Linked DNA regions of Strix aluco: region 1 is linked to region 2. Evidence: chromatin contacts called from public Hi-C data. All regions are on one chromosome and are shown on one strand. The core of a region is the stretch at or near the end of the contact, and the rest is flanking DNA. Distances in the headings are between cores, read along the strand shown. Region 1 holds the start of NAMPT (nicotinamide phosphoribosyltransferase). Region 2 holds the start of HBP1 (HMG-box transcription factor 1).

The links. A called contact is a pair of places that touch in the nucleus more often than the background predicts.
Region 1: a contact with region 2 is called in a Hi-C map of heart, with 14 times the contacts expected there. The contact joins the promoter of NAMPT here to the promoter of HBP1 in region 2. A contact is called at or near these places in 2 of 2 Hi-C or Micro-C datasets (brain and heart).

Annotation. Positions count from the first base shown.
Region 1 is chr5:73,793,367-73,799,171 of bStrAlu1.hap1, forward strand. NAMPT (nicotinamide phosphoribosyltransferase) reads left to right here and starts at 1,839. Exons shown (of 11, transcript XM_074827802.1): 1 at 1,839-2,002. The coding sequence starts at 1,943.
Region 2 is chr5:73,443,817-73,449,903 of bStrAlu1.hap1, forward strand. HBP1 (HMG-box transcription factor 1) reads right to left here and starts at 2,126. Exons shown (of 11, transcript XM_074827784.1): 1 at 1,939-2,126.

The sequences.
Region 1 (5,805 bases), core at 589-3,088, 350 kb after region 2:
ATATCTGGATCCCATTTCTGATCTTATTGTTTGCAATTTTCTTGGATATTTACATTTCTATGAAAATCTGTCTGGTGAAAACCATCTTTTCTGAATCATAATCATCTTAAAGTTATACAATTTTGGGGTTGGATTTGTAGATCATCAAATGTCAACCTAAGTGTTAATTCACCAATGGTTTTACAGAAAAGGCTAATTAAGCAGCTTTTTTAATGCTGTACTGATCAGTAGTATGGTCAATATTTAATGTTATTATTTATCCATACACCTAACTAGCAGAGAGCAAGAAGACCATCTTCTCATCATGAAAGAGCCATGATTGTGCCAGAAACCATATTTGCTACCTTGCTCGAAAAGAAGGAATGTTTCCTGTTGTCACAGCACAACTCAAATTATAGCTAAATATGATTCAAAAACATCAAGTATTGACACAGAAGTCCAATTACAATTATAATGAGTATAAAAGCTTTTGAAAAGCATATATATCTTTACATGTCATTTCAGATCAACACCCACTTAAAAGAGGGCTAGGAAGTATTGTGCTATAGAAAAGTATCTTATTCTTCCACTGGAGCAACTGGTTCTGAACAGTAGAGGTAGAGACAGAGATTTAGATGCCAGGGAGTCCCTTCCCACACAGCAATCCCAGCACCTTGAGAACAGGAGGCCTGACTGGAGCAGCAGGTCCTACACTTCGCCGTTGGGTCATCATTCTCCTTATGGCTACTGCAGCTTTTTCAAGTACCCACATGTGTCTTCTACTTCCCCCAAGGTCTCCACCTCGTTACTCCATCTCCTTCCCCCAGCATACGTGCTCCTCTCCTTTCTCCTCCTCACCATGCACACCCAAGGGCCCTGACTCAAGCTTAGATACTGTGTAATCAATAGCTGCTGCACTTGTGCTCTCCCGGCACGAGTGTGGTGGCAGGCAGGCCGTTAGCCGTGTCTGTGTCGCTCCTGAGGGGCTTGTCCTCCGAACCACCTCGTCCTCACGGGCTCGCTCCTCCTCAGAGGAGCTCCCCCTTCACCCCAGGGGCGGTCGAGACCAGGCTGCCCACCCGCCGGGCAGCCGCCCCGCACAGCCAGCCCTGCCCTCACTTCAGCAGTTGTTCGCCATCAGTGCGCCTGCCGGCACCTTCCCCCGAGGCAGCTCCCACAGCCCCGCCGGCGGCGGACACGGCCCGCTGCGGCACAGGGCCCCGGGCTCCTCACGGCCTGGGGAGGCGGGCGGAGGGCGGGAAGCCGGCCCTCCCTCACGGCCGCCGTGCTCCCGGCAGAGCAGCTGACCCTGGGCACTGCACCTCGGGGTTCGTCTGGCCAGGGCCGCCCCTCCCGCCCGGCGGGGGCCGAGGCCACCACCCGCCTCTTCCCGTAACCGCCGCCCGGAGGCGGTGGCCACAGAGAATCGAAACCGGGTGGCCCCCCGCGCATGCGCACAGCGCTCCCGCCCGTCCAGCGGCCGCCGGAGGCCTCGCCCGCTCTGCCTGGCCTGCCGCCGCGCTGCTGGCCAATAGCGGCAGAGCGCGCACCGGCCGCGCGGTGACGTCCCGCGGGCAGCCCCGCCTCTCCCGCCCTCCCCCCGGAATCCAATGAAAGAGAACGTGCAGCACGGGGCTCTGCCCCGCCTCCCGTGATGCCACGGCCCGCTCCTCCCTTCCCCTGCACCGGCCGGCCGGCGGGACCAATCAGAGCCTGCCTGGCGCCCTGGCCCCGCCCCGCCCGCGCAGTGACCTCACGGCACCTCTTTCGGCGGCGGAGACGAGCAGCCAATCAGCGGCGCAGGAAGCCGCGCGAGGTCCCCGCCCCCCGGCCGTAATCCCCTTGTCCCCGCCCCGGCCCCGTTCCCCCTTTCTCCTCTCTCCCCCCGCACCGAGCGCCTGGCGGCGGCGGCGCAGCCCAGTCCTGTCCGTGCGGGCGGCGACGCCTCCTCGGGCTCGGCGACATGGAGTGCGCTGCGGCGGGGGCCGAGTTCAACATCCTCCTCGCCACCGACTCCTACAAGGTGGGCGCGAGCACGGCGGGCGGGAGGGGGGGGTCACCTCTGCGAGCGCCCTAGCGCCGCCGCACCGGACCCGCCGGGCCTGGCGCCGGGGCGCTCCACGCCGCGGGGCGCCGGCACAGACCGTCCCCGCCGGCTCCCTTCCCCTGCCCTCCTGGCCGGGGCTCGGAGGCCCCCCCCCCCACACACACACACACCCCGTCACGCCGCGGCGTGAGAGGGTGCCCGGCCTCGGGGCGGCGCGAGGGGGGCGCCGCGGAGGCCCGGCCGGGGGCTGCCTCCCGCCGCCCCGCGCCGCGGAGGGGGCGGCCGAGCCCGCTCCCCCGCGGGGTGCCCGGGGCCGCGCTGCCGGGGACGCGCCGCTGGCGGCTAGGCGAGAAAAGAAAGTGAAAGCGGGTGGGGTGTGCGCCGCCGTCCCGCCGCCCGGCAGGCGAGGAGCGGGGCGGGCAGGGCGCGAGGGGCGGCCATGGCGGGGGCCGCCTGCCGCCGCCGAGCATCCTCTGGCCTTGCCGGCGACGGGAGCGGGCGCACATGTTGCCTCGGTGGGAGGGTGGAAAGAGAGCAGCGCAGTTACTCTTTTTTTCCGTGTCTCCTTTCTCCCACTTCGCTCAACTCGGGCGGTGAAACTGTGCCGGTTGCTGTCTGCCCACAGTTTCGGACCTGGTTGTGATGCAGAGTGCTCTAAGGAACCGGCTGACTCAAAATACGCATTTTGTAGTCCCTTGCTTCGTTTCTGGTCCTTGCGGTGTCAAATTTGCTAGGCAAGGTGTTTGTCCCGAGTAGGGAATCACACCTCCCAATCCTCCCTTCGTTCCCTGAAATTACTTGACAATAGTGTTGCTTGATAGCAATGGCCAAGTACAGGCGCGCTGTCCGCGCTCCGATCTGGTGATTTCTGACCCAGAAGCTCTTGACATGCTTCACAATGTGAGTATGTCCAGGCCCAAGTCCTACTTCTGCGCAGCGTTGCATTAACATAAGCATACGGCTTCTAGACACTGGGCAGAGCCAGAGTGTGACTCCCCGAGTCTGCTCGTACAGCTGTGTCCTGTGTCTCCTAGACTGAAAAACTTTTTTCCTTCAGAAGCTGCGTTGCAATGTCGAAGAGATTGTTGGTGCCCTAAACAAAGCTACAGGAATAGTCCTGTTTGTCATTATAAAGCATTTATTATGTTATAGCTCTTTAAAGATTTGACCTCTGGGACAGGTTTCTGGGGGGAGGGCACTTCTAGATAGAACAGTTGAAAAAAAGCAAATACGATGTTGTGGCCAGGTCTTGTTACTGGCTAACTACCAAAGTACAAGCCTCAGTACGTGCTCCGATTGCTGACTTGTGCTGTTATACCTTTCCTAGCTCTTCTGTGATGATATTATTATATGATATTACATAAAGATGCTCTTTTTATAAAGAAATTCTTAACATTTATTGTTGCTGTTTGTGGGAAAGTGTGTTGGCAGACTGGAACACGCTGATAATCTTAGAGCAGCTCAGTCAGAGCATCCTAACGCTGCTATTGAGGGCTCGCAAAACTGCTTTCATTAAGGGCTTAATCTAGATACAGCGCTCTTTAAGAACTACGTTTAAGTGTTCGTTATCAAACTTACTCAAATATGGAAGATCTGCTTTTCCTTCATGTCTGAGACTAATCACATCAAATACTGTAGGCCTGGGTTTAAACGGTATCTATTTTAAATCTAATTTGCACATTACTTTTTCTAAATTCATCGGATCTGCTCTAGGATTAGTGGTAGTGAGGAGTGCTGGAGTGACAGGTGACCAGTTTGCTTCTGTTCTGTTTGCTGTTTCATAGGAAAGATGATTTAGTAACATTCCAGAAGTGGTAGAAATCTTAGAGGTCAAATAAAGACCTGTGTTGTGGGTTTTTTTTTTCTCCAGTTTAAAACTGAATTTAGATGAGATTTTTTTTTTTTTTTTTTTTTGTGGCAGCCAGGAGCATTTGGTATTATATTAAAACCAGTTGAAATGTCTGCTTTGCTTTTTTAGGACTATTCAATTTGTCTCTCTTCCTGTATGCTTTTTTTCCGAATCTTAGGAACTCCAACATCTTTGAGCAATACTTAAACAAGTAGTTTCTTTTATCTTGTTAGGTAATATGAGCAAACATCACTTATCTTCTCCCTGGATGATACTGTCATTTCCTAATCAGTGAAACGCACTCAGTGAGAGCGCTTTCAGTAACAATTGCACTAAAATATCTGGTAGTTTGCAACATTTAAGCTTTCTACAGGAGTTACCAAACACTCTTACTAGCAATTAAAAATGAGAATTGATTTTGTGTGGTTTTCTTTTTTTTGATATTTCTGCTGTATCCACAACTGTAGCATCTGTTTGTGTGCAGTACCACATGTAACATGCAGACTCTGAGGAAAAACGTATATCAGTTCAGAAGCTTACTTGGTGATCCTATTGCAGTAGATGCCAATCCATACAAACTAATGTCGGTGATGAAAGTCATGTGGAAATAAACAGCTCGGGGGGGGGAAAAGAAAAAAAGTGGAGACCATCCTAAACAGTACAACCCTAGCTTAGGCAGCTGTCCATGAGTAAAAAGTTCTGGTGTCTCAGGGTCATATCTGTCACAACTCATTAGTTTGAGTGTTAGCTCCAGTGTTCCAGTTCTCTGTTGCTACAGTTCAAAATTTGGGGTGGAGAGAAAGTTGGTTAATGGTTTAGGGCCTATAAAAATGCAGAAACAAAGTAATTTGGTAGGCAAAGAGTTGTTTGTTGACAGTTAATCCACCCTCCCCTCTCTCTAAACTATTTTCCTGTCTGTGTGTTCATCATAAAACGTTTCCTCTTACGTCATAGAAGGTTATCAAATATTGAGTTTCAAAAATCTTAAAAGCTGTTTTTGAAAAACAGCTGAGCATCATGCTAATTTCTAGTATACTTGATTATTTCTAGATAGAAATAGTTCCGAGTGGGTGAATTTCAGAGACTTGCTACACACTGAAGCCAGGACTGAGCTTCCATTATGAGCTGGGGCTTACTGGATTGTACAAGTGCTCTAGGATTTTGAGGCCGGGCTTCAAATTGTCCACTTTATCTCTAACCCCCATACCAAGATACATGTTTTTACATCAGTTAGGCTTTTTTCTTCCTGTATACTTTGTTGCATATTCTTAAGCTTCGCCAAATCCCCCAACAGTATAATTCCTCCTGTGTGTTGGGTATTATATGCCATCCCCTCAGAGTCTGGGCATGGGCATATGGTGTGGTGTGCATGCATTTTGCTGATAAATAACAGCTGGTTTTTAATTCTTTGGATAATAAGACTTTCAAGAGATTCATCAATGCAGTGTTACGTGGGGAACATCTTTGTGTGAATGCCCAGTATAGCAATGCTTTTAATAATAAAGTTTTCCGCTAATGACACAGTATTACTGAAAAAGGGAAGCGTTTGAAGTCAAAGTCTTTGTTGCTAGAAAGCTGCGAGGGAATGTCAGCAGGCTCCATGAAGCTCGGTGTTCATACTGCATGATGTCTTACTCTTGTGTCTGTACTAAGAAGTCACAGCAGTCTTGCCCCTCTGCGATAGTGAGGGCTCTGTTCACTCATTGCGCTTCCCAAGCGAAAGGGTCCATGCCCTTCAGTTTCTCGTTCATCTGATGTTGACACACCACCTCTCCATTTTCTTTTTCTTTGATTCCCAATGCTCTGTTTATCCTATGTTTGTTTAGCACAGGCAAGAAATGTTCGAGGATACGTGTAGTCTGAAACTGTATTGAGAGGATCAGCTTAGCAGAGCTGTGTTGTTCAGTCAGGAGGTACCAGTGACTGGCGT
Region 2 (6,087 bases), core at 876-3,375:
CTGTGGCTGAGAAGGGGTTCAGCAGGAACTGCGCAGCATCCACCCAAACCACACTGTGCATGAATCCCTGGGTGGAAGTGCTTCCCGTGGTTTTCCTTCTGGTATTTGCCTTCCTTCCCCCAACCTACCGCCGAAGTCACAGGCAAGCTCTATGCCTGCAGCAATTCACTGGATGGAGTTTAGTACAGAGAGCAGCTTCTCCAAGCAAAACACAACATACTGGCAAGACTGGATCTACACCAGAGACTTTATTGGCACAGCTGCTTTGATCATGGATCCTGCTCCACATCCCTGACTCGCACAGCTGTGCCAGAAAAAGGCTGCAGAGACACACACAGCCTCAGATGAGCACAGAACATGATTCATGTTTCTGTCCAGACGGCCTTTTCGCTTTACACGGACCGAACCGTACCTTCTACCCAGCTCCACGGGATGTCTCCCCCCTCCCCAGGAGGGCCGCGGAGGAAGCACTGCCCTCCCCACACCATGTGAACGCCCGTCGCACAACAAACATCACTTTCATCACACAAGGAAAATATTTACAGCGGAATTAAAGGTGCGTGAGCACGCATCAGTATGTGACCCGCGGCGGCCGAAGGGGACCCCATCCCCCGACAGACCCTCTCCCATTGCCCCCCCGTCCCGTCGCGGGGCAGCCCCCGGGCCCGCAGCGCCCGCGGCTGGGCCGAGGCCGCGCCCGGAGCGCGCTCCCCCCTCCCCTCCCGCCCGTCATGTGATCCCGCCTGGACGCTGCCCTTGTTTATAAACGCCCGCCGGCACCGCGCATGCGCGCAAGGCCCCATTCATTCAGAACTGCGTAACAGCTCGGCCTGCCCGGGGGGGAGGCGGCGGGAGCGCCCCCCCCCCCCCCCCCCCCCCCGACCCCGCTGTTGCCCCCCGGGCGAAGCCGCCAACCGTGCCGGCGCGGGGCTCACCTGGCTAAAAGTTCCCCCCCTCCTCCTTCCCCAAACAGGCGCTGCTCCCCGCGGCGGGGCAGAGCGCCCTCGCTCTGACAGACTGGGGCAGGCGGGCGTTCCCCGGGGATAAAAAAAAAAGCGGGGGGGGGACACACACCAGCTCTATTTCCCCCGCTTTCGCGGTCTGGCGCCGCAGCTGGAAGACCCCAAGAGGGGCCGGCGGCCCCGCGCACCCCGCGGGTGTCAGCCCAGCAGTGCAGGAGGGTGGCGGCTCCGCCGGGCCGGTGAGGGAAGGCGCCCAGTAAACAATGTCCAGGCTCCCACCGCCGCCAAAAGCCAGGACCCAACGGCCTCCTCGGCTCGGCCTGCGGCCGCCGCCGCTCCCCTCTGGCCCGGCGGACCCCGCCCGTCCCCCGCCGGGGCCTCGCAGCCCCCCAAAAGCGGCAGCTCCAAACTTTATAGCACTTACCAAACCCGTCGCCATTACCAAATTCCCCTCGGCTCCCCCCCCCGCCTCCTCCCCACAATGGAGTCCCGCCCCAGTCTGGCGGTGTTTGGTCGCCGAGTGGTCGAAGGCGACGTTGCTCAAGCCGCAGCCATTTCCTATTGGCTGGCTGACCTGCCTATCAGGAACCCGCCCGGAGGGCGGACATGTTTTGACTCTCCTGCGTAGCAGATTGCACCGCGCCGCACATCAATCACCCCCAGACAGCGCCCCGATTGGCCAATGCCTCCGCCGGCTCGCCGAGATGCATTCTGGGAGCTGTAGTCTTCGCCGCCGCCACCGCCTGCCAACTTGGACGCGATAAGACGACAGCCCCCAGGATGCCCCGCGCGGCGCTCGGCTGATAGTAAACAAGAGTCACAGGGACACGTGTACCGCGCCTCCGCCGCCACGGCCCGCAGCCCCCCGCCCTCCGCCAGGGCCTGCGCTGCGGGGCCGGCCGCCGGCGGCGAGGCTGCCCGCAGGCAGGGCCCCCCACCCCGCAGCAAACCCAAGCGCGGAGAGGCGCTGCCTGACCTGGTGCTGCCGCGGGGGGAGGCAGCGCAGGGGCGGCCTCCCCGGTCTCCTGCGGCGGGAGGACGCTTCTGGCTGTCGCCGCTGCGGGGGAGGCGCGGGCCCCGAGATGGCGGCGGCCTCCGCGGCGGGGCGCTGACTCACGGCAGCAGCGCGGAGAGGGGGACTGGGCCCCAGGTTGGTGCCGGCCTGTAACGATGCCCGGGGGTGCCCGGCACCTTTCCTGATTTACCACCATTCATCAGCGCTCCGAAACGCTGTTACGAAACGGGCCGCGCTCGCGTTTCGCCAAATAAAGGCTGCGGCGTGCAGAGGTGAAAGGAAGTTGCTAAAGGTCAGAGAATGAGTCAGCAGCTGCGCCTGCTCCCGGCTCCAGCCCCTGCCCTCGTTTCGTTTCAGTAAAAAGACATTCACGGTGGCTTAGGTTCAAAATAAAAGGTGCTGGGGAAAAAATAATGGTTTATCAGTCCATTAGTGTTTCCCAGGCATTCCCATACATTTAATTGCCAAAGTACCAACCTGGTTTGTTTAGACATTACAGCTGTGTTACTGACAGAGAAATGAGACTACAGATGCTACAAGAGTTGCCTCAACACAGTACCTCAGACTGCAGGGAGAAGAATGGACTCCTAATCTGAGGCCAAATCCTCATGAAATGCATCGCTATGCATGATCCGATACAAAGCAAATACAGGCAGAATTCAGAAATAATCGATACGATTTTAGAAACTGATGGAGGGTTTCAAGATTTTGCAACTGTTGGGATTTTTCCAAGAAAAACATTTCTTCCTTACCCTATTTTCAGCATCATCCCAATCATGTGAATGTGTCCTAAATCCTGTATCAGAGCTTTTCTTGTAATTTGCTACCTACAACAGTTCTGACTTTCAGGCACGCTAACATAGTTGTGCAAGAAAATAAGCAAAAGTTAACTTTACAATTTAGATTGAAATGGTTCCGTATTTAGAGTTCTCTGCAAGCTTTGTGTCCCATGAAACATGCTGCTAGTGGCCACTAGAGGGAATGCTGGTTTTATTGCTTCCACAGGTCTACAAGGGTAATGCAATTGAAAAGAAAAAAAAAATTAAATCATACACATCGAAATTGTACTTAGCATCACACTCGGTATGCAGATTTCATTAGCACATCAGTTTAAGATCTGGCTTTTCCAAGAAGTAATAATTTGCCTGTTAGTAGAGTCATTGTCATCTGTGGGCACTGTTTGAAGAGAGACATTACTTTCAAAAACATGCAGTATCTTCTGCAGTGTGAATTGGAAATTATTACTTTTTTATATATATATGTGCAAGTTTAGCTTAAAAATAATAAAAATAGTAGAAAAAACAATGCCATGGAATTTAACTAAAAATATTCTGTGCTTAATTGCACAACAAACCAACCCTTTACAGATCATTTTCCCAGTTTGAAAACACAAAAGTTATTCGAACAAATGCCTCCAGGAAAAATCTGAAAATTAATGTTGAGATTCAACTATTAAGCGACTAGACAGCTTATTACAACATCAACTGTCTAACCCTACATCCCACAAGCTCTGATTTTTCCTATGTTTAGAATTCAGGCTTTTCCTAAGTAACTGATAGATCTTCATATAAGGAAGCTTTCATGACATCCTCTCTCTAAAATATATTTTTTAATAAATTGAAAACTGGTAAATCAGGAATCATCTTTTTTACACCACTCCACAATAAAATTAACTTTAAAGCTGTGTTCCTTCCTCCCCTTTCTCTTTTGATCTTCCTTATACATCTAAACAGCCTTTAGGCTCTTTGGAGAGAGACTCCAGCTTCAGGGGTTTTTAATGAATTTTACTGCAGACCCTGCATTTCCAGATCGAGTCTTGGCAGAAGACCTGTATATGCAGATGCCTCCATTCTGCAAATAAGCTACTCTGCTTGTGGTACAGCCACTTACAAGGTAAAACTCACAGTTTACTCTTCTGAAAGCTCCATCTGCTGCAGTGTGGAAGGTGCAGAGTGCAGAGACTGGATCAAGCAGCTACAGAAGATACAAAACCCTGTCTGAAGCCCCATCAGATTTTTCAGAAAAAGACTGTTGGCCTAAAGGTTCACACCTTGTTATGGAGCACGTTTCCCCCCCACTATGTACTTTTTCTACCGAAAATTAAAAGTGTTTTTCCCAAACTAAATGTTAAATCTATTTGCCATGAAGGTTCACAGTTCTCTACATAAAGTTACGCAGGAGTGTTAGGTGTGCAGCCCAGTTTTCTGAGATCCACTGGCCCAAATACCAGATACAGGTCTAGACAAGTAAATACCACTGCTGAATTAGAGCCTTGATATCATACCATCTGTGACATACCCAGAAAGCTCAAAAATATGAATCCTACTTAGGACTGAGATTACCATCTTGTAAAGATGAGTGTCTGAATTGTTTTGAGATTCTAAAAACAGACATTGAACAGCTTTCTTATTTTCAAATCTACCTTTTCTCCTTTGCATACAGTAAATTAACATTTACTCAGTGAGGACATAAAAGAAAATGAGTAAAAGGACAGGTAGGCCATGCAGTGGATGACAGCAGGACACATAAAACTGTATCAAAGCTTACTTACTAACCCCCTTGGTTGAAGTCAAATATGTATCCTCTATATTTCAGAATAAAGAGTATGTCAATGCCATACTCCTTGCTCTGTAGGCCTAGTCTCTAATTAAATTATTACTCCCCCTCCACACACCCTACCTTGTCCTACTCCATGTCCAAAATGAATAGGTGCTCAGAGAATGAATCAATACTGTGTAACATGGACATTGTTGGCAGCTGTGCCAATTCAGTTGCTTCTGCTATTGTAAGAGAGGTAGAAAACAAGGTGGGGGATTGAGAAGTGTTAGTTGTGAGTTCTTGTCACATTATGGATGGCTACCAAGAAGCAGGAGAGACTACACAAGATTATGGATGGCTACCAAGAAGCAGGAGAGACTACACAAACAGAAAATAAAGATACAGACAAATTTGCATCCTGGCTATTTACCTCTTAAAACTGCCAGCCACAAAGTTAAGAAACCACAAGGTAGACTTTAAAAATGCATATTACAAAGCCATATTAGTAAAATATAGATTATATATTAGGTTTGTGCCTATCTCTACTTTTAATCTCTCCTGTCCAAAGCCAATGTCCTGTCCTGCCCTTACGACACAGCTGCTACTGCTGACTCTCTGAAATACAGCATATCATTGTTTTAATTCTGCTACAGGAACTTTCACATCCACACGTAGACATCCACCCTCAGTAATTAACTAAATACTCCCCAGACATCAGAGCAACTCTGCTCACCGGGGCTTCCAGTTCTACCCAACACAGCAGCCTCTGTTCTGCAGCCATTCTGCCAGAGCCTCTCACATCTGTTTTCTCTTTTCACAATGACTTCTGTATCTTCTAAAATTACTTGTACTCATTCCTCTTCTCACAGCCTTCTGTGGCTAGCTGCAATGGTGGCTGGCTCTCTCCACCTTCCTAACAACTCTAGGCATGCCCACCCCCATGTTTCACCTCTTTAATCTCCTCACAGAGGATGCTGTTGGGAACACAGAGCAGAGGAACAGAGGACTTGTTGCTCCCAGGAAAGATAATTTTTCTTGAGTGCTAGCAGGGAAACTTCACTCGCCTCCTGCAGTGGTTCAAGTTGGGGAGAAACAGAACAAATAACAGGCCAGGTATTTTTTTTTTCTTCCAAGACAGATCAGGAATTAATGAGAAATTTATTTCATGTCATTATGGCACAGATTCCAGTTTTAGCTAAACTTTATCACCTACAAAGATAGAGCAAGACAAAAAAAATGACAATAGTATCAGGAAAAAAGAAAGACCTGACATATCAAGAAACAATCCAGAAGACTGACAAATTAAAAAAACCCTCTATCCCAACTCAAAGCTTGCAGAAAAACAAGTCAAGAATAGACTACAGATGTTCTGTAGGTTCCCTCTATGCTGGTTGGTAAATTAAAATGCCAGGGAGTGTTCCTGGGCACTGGAATACAATCATCTGTACTGTAATTTTTTTTAGAAAAGCCCTGGCATAGTTTTTGTGTGGGCCAATAGCAAATAATTTTCGTATACAGTTTGGGAGCTGCCATAGGCCAAGGACTATTCTCAGCTGGCCATCTGCGTGTGGC